2 separate regions of the Anser cygnoides genome follow, and region 1 is linked to region 2. A link is a contact called in public Hi-C data. All regions are on one chromosome and are shown on one strand. Each heading gives the region's core, a stretch centred on a gene start, on an enhancer-like site or on the middle of the called end of the contact. The rest is flanking DNA. Distances are from core to core; before and after follow the strand shown. Region 1 overlaps FHIP1A (FHF complex subunit HOOK interacting protein 1A). Region 2 overlaps SH3D19 (SH3 domain containing 19).

Evidence for each region. A called contact is a pair of places that touch in the nucleus more often than the background predicts.
Region 1: a contact with region 2 is called in a Hi-C map of liver, with 18 times the contacts expected there. The contact joins two enhancer-like sites. A contact is called at or near these places in 2 of 7 Hi-C or Micro-C datasets (both in liver).

Annotation. Positions count from the first base shown.
Region 1 is chr4:46,927,144-46,930,218 of Taihu_goose_T2T_genome, forward strand. FHIP1A (FHF complex subunit HOOK interacting protein 1A) reads left to right here. Exons shown (of 14, transcript XM_066996734.1): 8 at 2,725-2,892. Among named protein-coding and RNA genes, the nearest start is that of FHIP1A, 70 kb to the left of the region's middle. Within about 2 kb of position 1,723, at least 2 of the 3 cell types and tissues checked have open chromatin away from gene starts, as enhancers often do. A contact at or near this core is called in liver, where this site is marked.
Region 2 is chr4:46,795,630-46,798,936 of Taihu_goose_T2T_genome, forward strand. The region is part of intron 2 of SH3D19 (SH3 domain containing 19); the gene reads right to left. Among named protein-coding and RNA genes, the nearest start is that of SH3D19, 34 kb to the right of the region's middle. Within about 2 kb of position 1,907, at least 3 of the 3 cell types and tissues checked have open chromatin away from gene starts, as enhancers often do. A contact at or near this core is called in liver, where this site is marked.

The DNA.
Region 1 (3,075 bases), core at 473-2,972, 130 kb after region 2:
TTCTCAGAAAACGGCTAAGCAGATTCAACAACATCCTTCCCAAGAAGAGTTAAGAATTAAACATGATGTGGCACACTGCACGAAAAACCTCAATTCAAACAATAGAGGCTTAACAAAGTTATAAGTAACTCTTCTGTGACCTATTTGGGCTGCTTTAAGTGCTATTTGGTGCTTCTAGCTCTGTTTAGTGGTGTCAGTGAGGTGTTGGCTACAGTAAAGAGGATTTCTTTTTTGTTTAGTCCCCAAGCTGCAAGGAACGCTGAACATGCTCTCAGAATTGAACATTTCTTTCCTAAAGTAGTCTCTTGCTGGCTTTCTTCTGCCCTTTGTTTCATTCATGATGCGCACTCTGAAAAGCGTATGGCTTTCTCTTGCTGATACAAATGTAGCACGAGCTGCCCAAAGAGCATTGATTTCAGAAAAAGGTCACTGCCCTTGTGAATCTGCAGCCTTTGCTTGCTTTCATTTACCGTTTCAGTATTTTATATATCTACATAGGCCCATTCCTCTGCTGTCAGCGAACATCTGTGAAACCCACAGGCCAAGTGCGTGCTTCATTTTCCTCATAAAGGATGAAGGAGGAGTGACAGAGACATAACAATATATTACTTCTGTCTGGCCTTTTCTTGGCAGAGGTTTTAAACTCTTTGATGAACTGTATGCTATCATTATGATGTCACATGATGGATTTCTTGGGGTTTGCTTTTTACTGTTTGCTGCTGTAAAACACAAAACAGAAAATGCCAGTTCTCAGGGCAACAGTCAATGGCTGTAATCAGAAAGCCTTTATTTAGTTAGTTATTTATTTTACCCCATGAGTTCCCACACCTTTTGGCTATTGCAAAAAAATGAATCTCAGCTCCAACCAGAAACAATTTCCTTTGTTGCACAGCCCCTCGCTCATTTCCCGAGCAAGTTTTGTGGTGGTTGGGATGTGGCGGTATTGCTGTGGAAATGTGTGCCTACGTGCATATGCACATAAAAAGGCATTTTATCATAATATTTACAGTAATGCAGAATTTGAACCAGAGCTGTAGCCACGGTGTTAATCCTGGTGATTTGTAACTTTGGGGTGCTTGATCTCACAACTTTTTTTTTTTTCACTTGAAATTTGTAGGAGAAGGAGGAGGAATGAATTCATAAACTGGATTCTGAGTTGGAGGATTATATGTTAATAGATGTTCTTTCAGGGAAGATCTGTTTTCACATTTCTGTATTGGGCAGCACTGAACATACAACTACAGATCTAGCAAACATGTCTGGCTGTTGTTTACTTAGCTTTACAAAGTCCACAGAGCCAGTGAAAATGTGCCGTATTCCTTTCCTTTCACTATTATGTTTTAGTGCTTGATTTTGACCAAAATAAACTGAGAAATGAACTCGCTTATTTCTGGTGAAAAATGTGCCTGTTGCAGCTTCCCTGGTGTTTTGTTTCTAATACCAAAATGAGCTAGTAGTCTGCTCCTTGATGTTAAGGATGTTGGAGCAGAGTATCAGAATAAAGCCTGAGAAAGAGAGGCAATCAATGACCTCAACTTCAGAGCTACTCTGCATTCTCCTCGTCAGTGCCCCCTCTCCATAAGGTCTGCAGGCTGTATACAGCATTCCTATGTTCTGTGTAACTGGCCAGAAGCAGCTTGTGATCTTAAATGCTTTAAAGGGAGCGTTTGCTGGATGACATTACTGTGCATGTAGCTAACGCGCGGCATAATGGAACAGGGATTTTAATATTTAAGGCATGTTACGTAAGTGCTGCCCTTCTGAGTCGCTTCTAAATCCTCTTAGTTCTTAAGTGACAGCTTTGATTCTTTTTTTAATAAAATCAGTCTTTTCATTTATTCAGCTAAGTTTGGTAAACAAAAGATGTTTAATACTTCCTTTCATACAGAAAGATTTTTGTGTATGAGGGCTTATCTTTGTACACTTAAGCTTATTAGGTTCCTGGGTAACTATTTTTAAAAAGCTGACTTTGCAACAGCAGTGTGTGGTGCAGAGGTGGCCTTTGGAATTTGCTGTGCCTTGCCAGTGCATACTGTCAATAGATAAGCTCCAAAAGGCTTGCATTAAGCAGAGTAGTATGGGCTATCCAAATGGTATGCAAGCGTCGCGTGGATATGGGACAATTGTGTTTTGACATACAAATAGGCAGTAGCAAACACTTTGGTCTTTGGTTTGCGTGTGTGTGGGTGTATACACACACCTTTTAAAAATTGAGTGAGATGGAAAATAGTGGCAAAATTGTGGATAGACATGTTTTGGTTCTTTATTTTTTAAAGCTCTGGACTTACGAGTTTGTACTGTGCTTTGATTCTGCTCTGTTGTCATTTATTTTTAATAACACGGTAGATCCAGGTATTCACTACATCTGAGAATGCTTCTGAGGAATGGCAGAAGTGTGATTCAAAACCCCTGACACAGCAGAAATGTGGTGGGGAACTTCTAGCAGGATTTGGCTCGTAGTATTTCAGTATGTATGAGATCTGGGGTGTTGGCAGTTTTGGGGAGTTTTTATTTCTGGGGAAGCAAAACATAAGAAATGGGTTCAGAATGCTTACGAGTAAGTCAGAAGCACATTACTTCGCAGGTTTAAAAGCAAGGGTCTCAGTATTTTGTTGGCAGCGTATGGAGAGCTTAGGGTGGGTGCTGAGTATCGTATACTTGCAGGGTAAGGATGGATGTTTTGCGTGCACAGTATGTTTGCATTTGCCTTTTATTTCCCTGTAGGTGACTGTGGAAGAAGTGATGGCTACTACTGCATACCTGGATCTCTTCTTGCGTAGTGTTTCAGAGCCAGCCCTCCTCAAGATTTTCCTCCGTTTTATTTTGCTGCATCGACATGAGAATGTGCACATCCTAGATACACTTACTAGCCGAATCAACACGCCGTTCCGGGTAAGACAAGCAGGAGGCAAGGTCAGGTGCTCAGTGTGGATGCAGGTTAACTAATTAAATGGGAGAGCCTGTGTTTGCAGTGAGCATTTGTCTAACTTGGAATTTTCTCCCCCACCCAAATGTGTGTTTTTAATGTTTTGTTGTTGTTGGTTGGTTGGTTGTGTTTTTTTTTTTTTTATGCTG
Region 2 (3,307 bases), core at 657-3,156:
TCAGAAGGGGGAACTAGCCCAACTCTGGGCATCCAAACAAACTGGCTTGATAGGTTCAGAGGGGACCTTTAAAGCTGCTGAACTTGCTAGCTGAAAGCAGTCAGGTACTTCAAGTCAGCAGTGATACGCAAAGTGTCCCACGGGTCACCCTTTCTGAAAGATAAAGAACCTGGAATGGTTCGTTTGAAGATGTTAAGCACCTACTCACTCCTCCTGCGGGCTTTATTCTAGGTTTCAAGGACAGATTTCCCAAATATAAACACTTAAGGAAAGTGCTTCTAAAGCATATTTTAAGCCCGCGCATTGGTGAAATAAAATTGTCACCAGCTGCAGCTCTACCTGAAGGCCCGCTCCTGCGAGGTGACTCCTGAACCAAGGCAGCAGCCCCCGGGAAGCAGATGGGAGCAGCACGGGGTTCAAACCACTGAGGTGTCTCTGAACCAGCAGAAGGAATTGTGCCTGTTGGGAGGGTCTGCATTTCACCCAGGGATCCTCCAGCTGTTTTGGGAGCAGCAGTGGCTCCAGCCCAGCTGAGGCCACCTCAGGGACTCGTCTGCCGGCTCTGCTCCTGAGCACTGACAGACTCATGCTGCGCTTTGCCTGCTGCTGGAGGCCACAGGCAGTGCTGGCTTGTGATTCCTCCCTCCTGCTTGTAAGCACACCCTCACCGATGTAGGGGGGGTTCCCCAGGCTACCTACAGACTTCTGCCCTATGGGCTGCAGTACTGCTTGGGATAAAAAAGACATCCCAAGCTATGGTCCTGTCTCAGCATCCTTCCTTCATCCACCTCCGACCACTCACCCTCCTATTCTGTGGCACGCATGGGGTGCTCTGCAGGAATCGTGCAACCCTCTACAGCGCCTGCTCCCACAGGAACCTCCCTCTAGCAGGAGGGACACCTTTGGTTTCTTTATCAGAGCTGACGTAACGATGAGTATTCTACAGGAAAACCGATCACACCTATTTCATACATTGTTCTAGAGATTTTTCTGGTGAGAAAAAAATGAAAAAGGACAATCACTTGTTCTAGAAAACAAATATAGTGAAGCATCTGCTCCAAAGATTTATCCTTCACATCACATTATATGGGATTTTTCTCCGGACATCTGTCCTTTGGTTCACACACCTGCGTAAAAGGCATTTAACACATTTTCAGTTGTGATAATTATTGACTCTTTACACCGGCACTTTAAAAAGTTAAAACATTGCTATTTTTAATATCTTGTGACTTCTTGGAATGCCAGCCAAGAATTTTTCAATAGCTGATGTTGAAATCACTGCGAGGTAAAACACTAGAATAATGAAAGGCACGATCTATTCCTCTCAGTTCCTCTAGAAATCATGCTAGCTTCCTAATAGCCAACGTACCACAATGTAATCTTTTTAAAGCTTATTAGGAAACTGTTAATATTATTTAGAAAACATTATTCCAAACAAAATATTCAAAATATAATGATTTCACCGCAGACTGAGTTCCAGAAAGACGTTAGTATTTCTATAGTAAAATTAAGGCTGGTGCAAAAGACTGAGTTTACCACCATGCAGATGGCAGGCCAAGGACAGAGCTGTTAGTTTACGTGACACATGGACCCGAGATGCAGTTTCTCCCTTGGTATAAGACAAACAGAGAGTGCACAGCCAGTACAGGCTCTCCATTTCCACCAGCCATCCTGTGCCGGTGCTGACATGGCCACGTCTGCTGGATCAGCCATGTGATTTTGCTAATAACAAACACCCCAATTAGTTTTCAGGCAGACAGGCTGACTGCTCCAGCTGGCTGTAGCTCCCCATGAGCACCAGGGTGATGCAAGAGGTGGTGAGAAGGGGCAGCCAGTGAGGCCAGCGGCTGTCCTTGTGGGAAGCAGCTCAGCCTCCACACACAAAACACGACCTTTAGCCTGTGACTCACTTCCAACGTGCGGCTGATCAGACAGCAAATCACCAAACGCTGGCTCTGCCTTGGGTCAGCTGTTCTTCTCGCCCTTCGGCATCAGCTGATTCACTGTTGTGGTTTGGTTTTCTGCTCGTGCTGGTTGCCCAGACTGGCTCGCTGGGAGATCAGACGATCACCAGCAGAAAGCAGCTGGCAGTGGCCTGGCACCATCGTGGCCGCTCTGGAACATGAAGACAGCACCCTCACCTTCCCTGCTAAGTAATGGGGTATTGCACCCCATGGCCCTGCGGGAACTAATAAAGATCCGGTCACCTAAGAAATCAAGTGCTCAATACTACAGATCTAGGAAATCAGACTCACCCTGGTACCACTTTACCTCTCTTGGGCCTGGCCCCAAAAGCAAGCAATCCCGAAGCAGTAATTAAGCCCAGTTACAATTCAATCCTCATCACTATGCTGAAGATGTCTGCTTCTGCATCACTAAATGAACAGAGCAACTGTGACTTCCCACTGCTTGGATAAGCAAGGACGTAGTTAAGAAGCAGCTAAAACCCAGCTGCTCAGCTAATTAGAACAGCTCGCATTGATCAGTGTAGGGAGATGGTTTCAGAAATGGCTTTCTAGCTATTGCTTCAGCCACTTATTCCATATTCATGTGCTTGTCACTGTCGTACTTGGAGACGGTATTTCAGCCACCGAACCTTCAATTTTATGGCAGGACACTGGAAGGAAGTAAAAGCAGATCAAAGCAGCAAATGATAACATTTCACCCACTGATCCTTGCAGCAAACTGCAGTCATCAACATGCAACAGCTTCCACACTTAACAATGTCCAGCTTAGATCTTGAAGCTAAAACACCCCAAATTTTAGTGTGAATCTGAATCACTCAGTTCATGTGTATCCCAAATTAACACTTTCCTGATCCAGAGCTACAGACACGCTAGACAGAATTCCCCTTTTCACTTTGCATTTTCTTTCAGACAACCTGAGCTGCACTGCACCTTGCCCCAAAGAGGACTGCATGCACTTGCCCATTCCAGAAAGACAAATTGTCAGAGCATTATTCAAGTTATTCTCAGTCTTCGTTGTCTATTTACGGATTTTGTCTCCCATCAAAATGTGTATGACAAGAACGGAGGGCCCTGCTTATTGAAGAGTTTGGCCCTTCTGTAACAGTCAAGAATCTACGATCTAACCTATTTATCAACAATTCGTACTCACTTCTGTGATACCTCTGCAAATATGTCTCGATGGAAATTGAGAAATAATATTGCAAATACTTTAATGACAATTTAATCTTGGTAGTAAATATTTCTAGCAGTTGAAAGCACGTGTAATTTTAAGTGTAAAATGTTATCGTAATGCAGCACAGTGAATGTAAATGCGAGTATCATTGAGTTGTCTTAGTGAT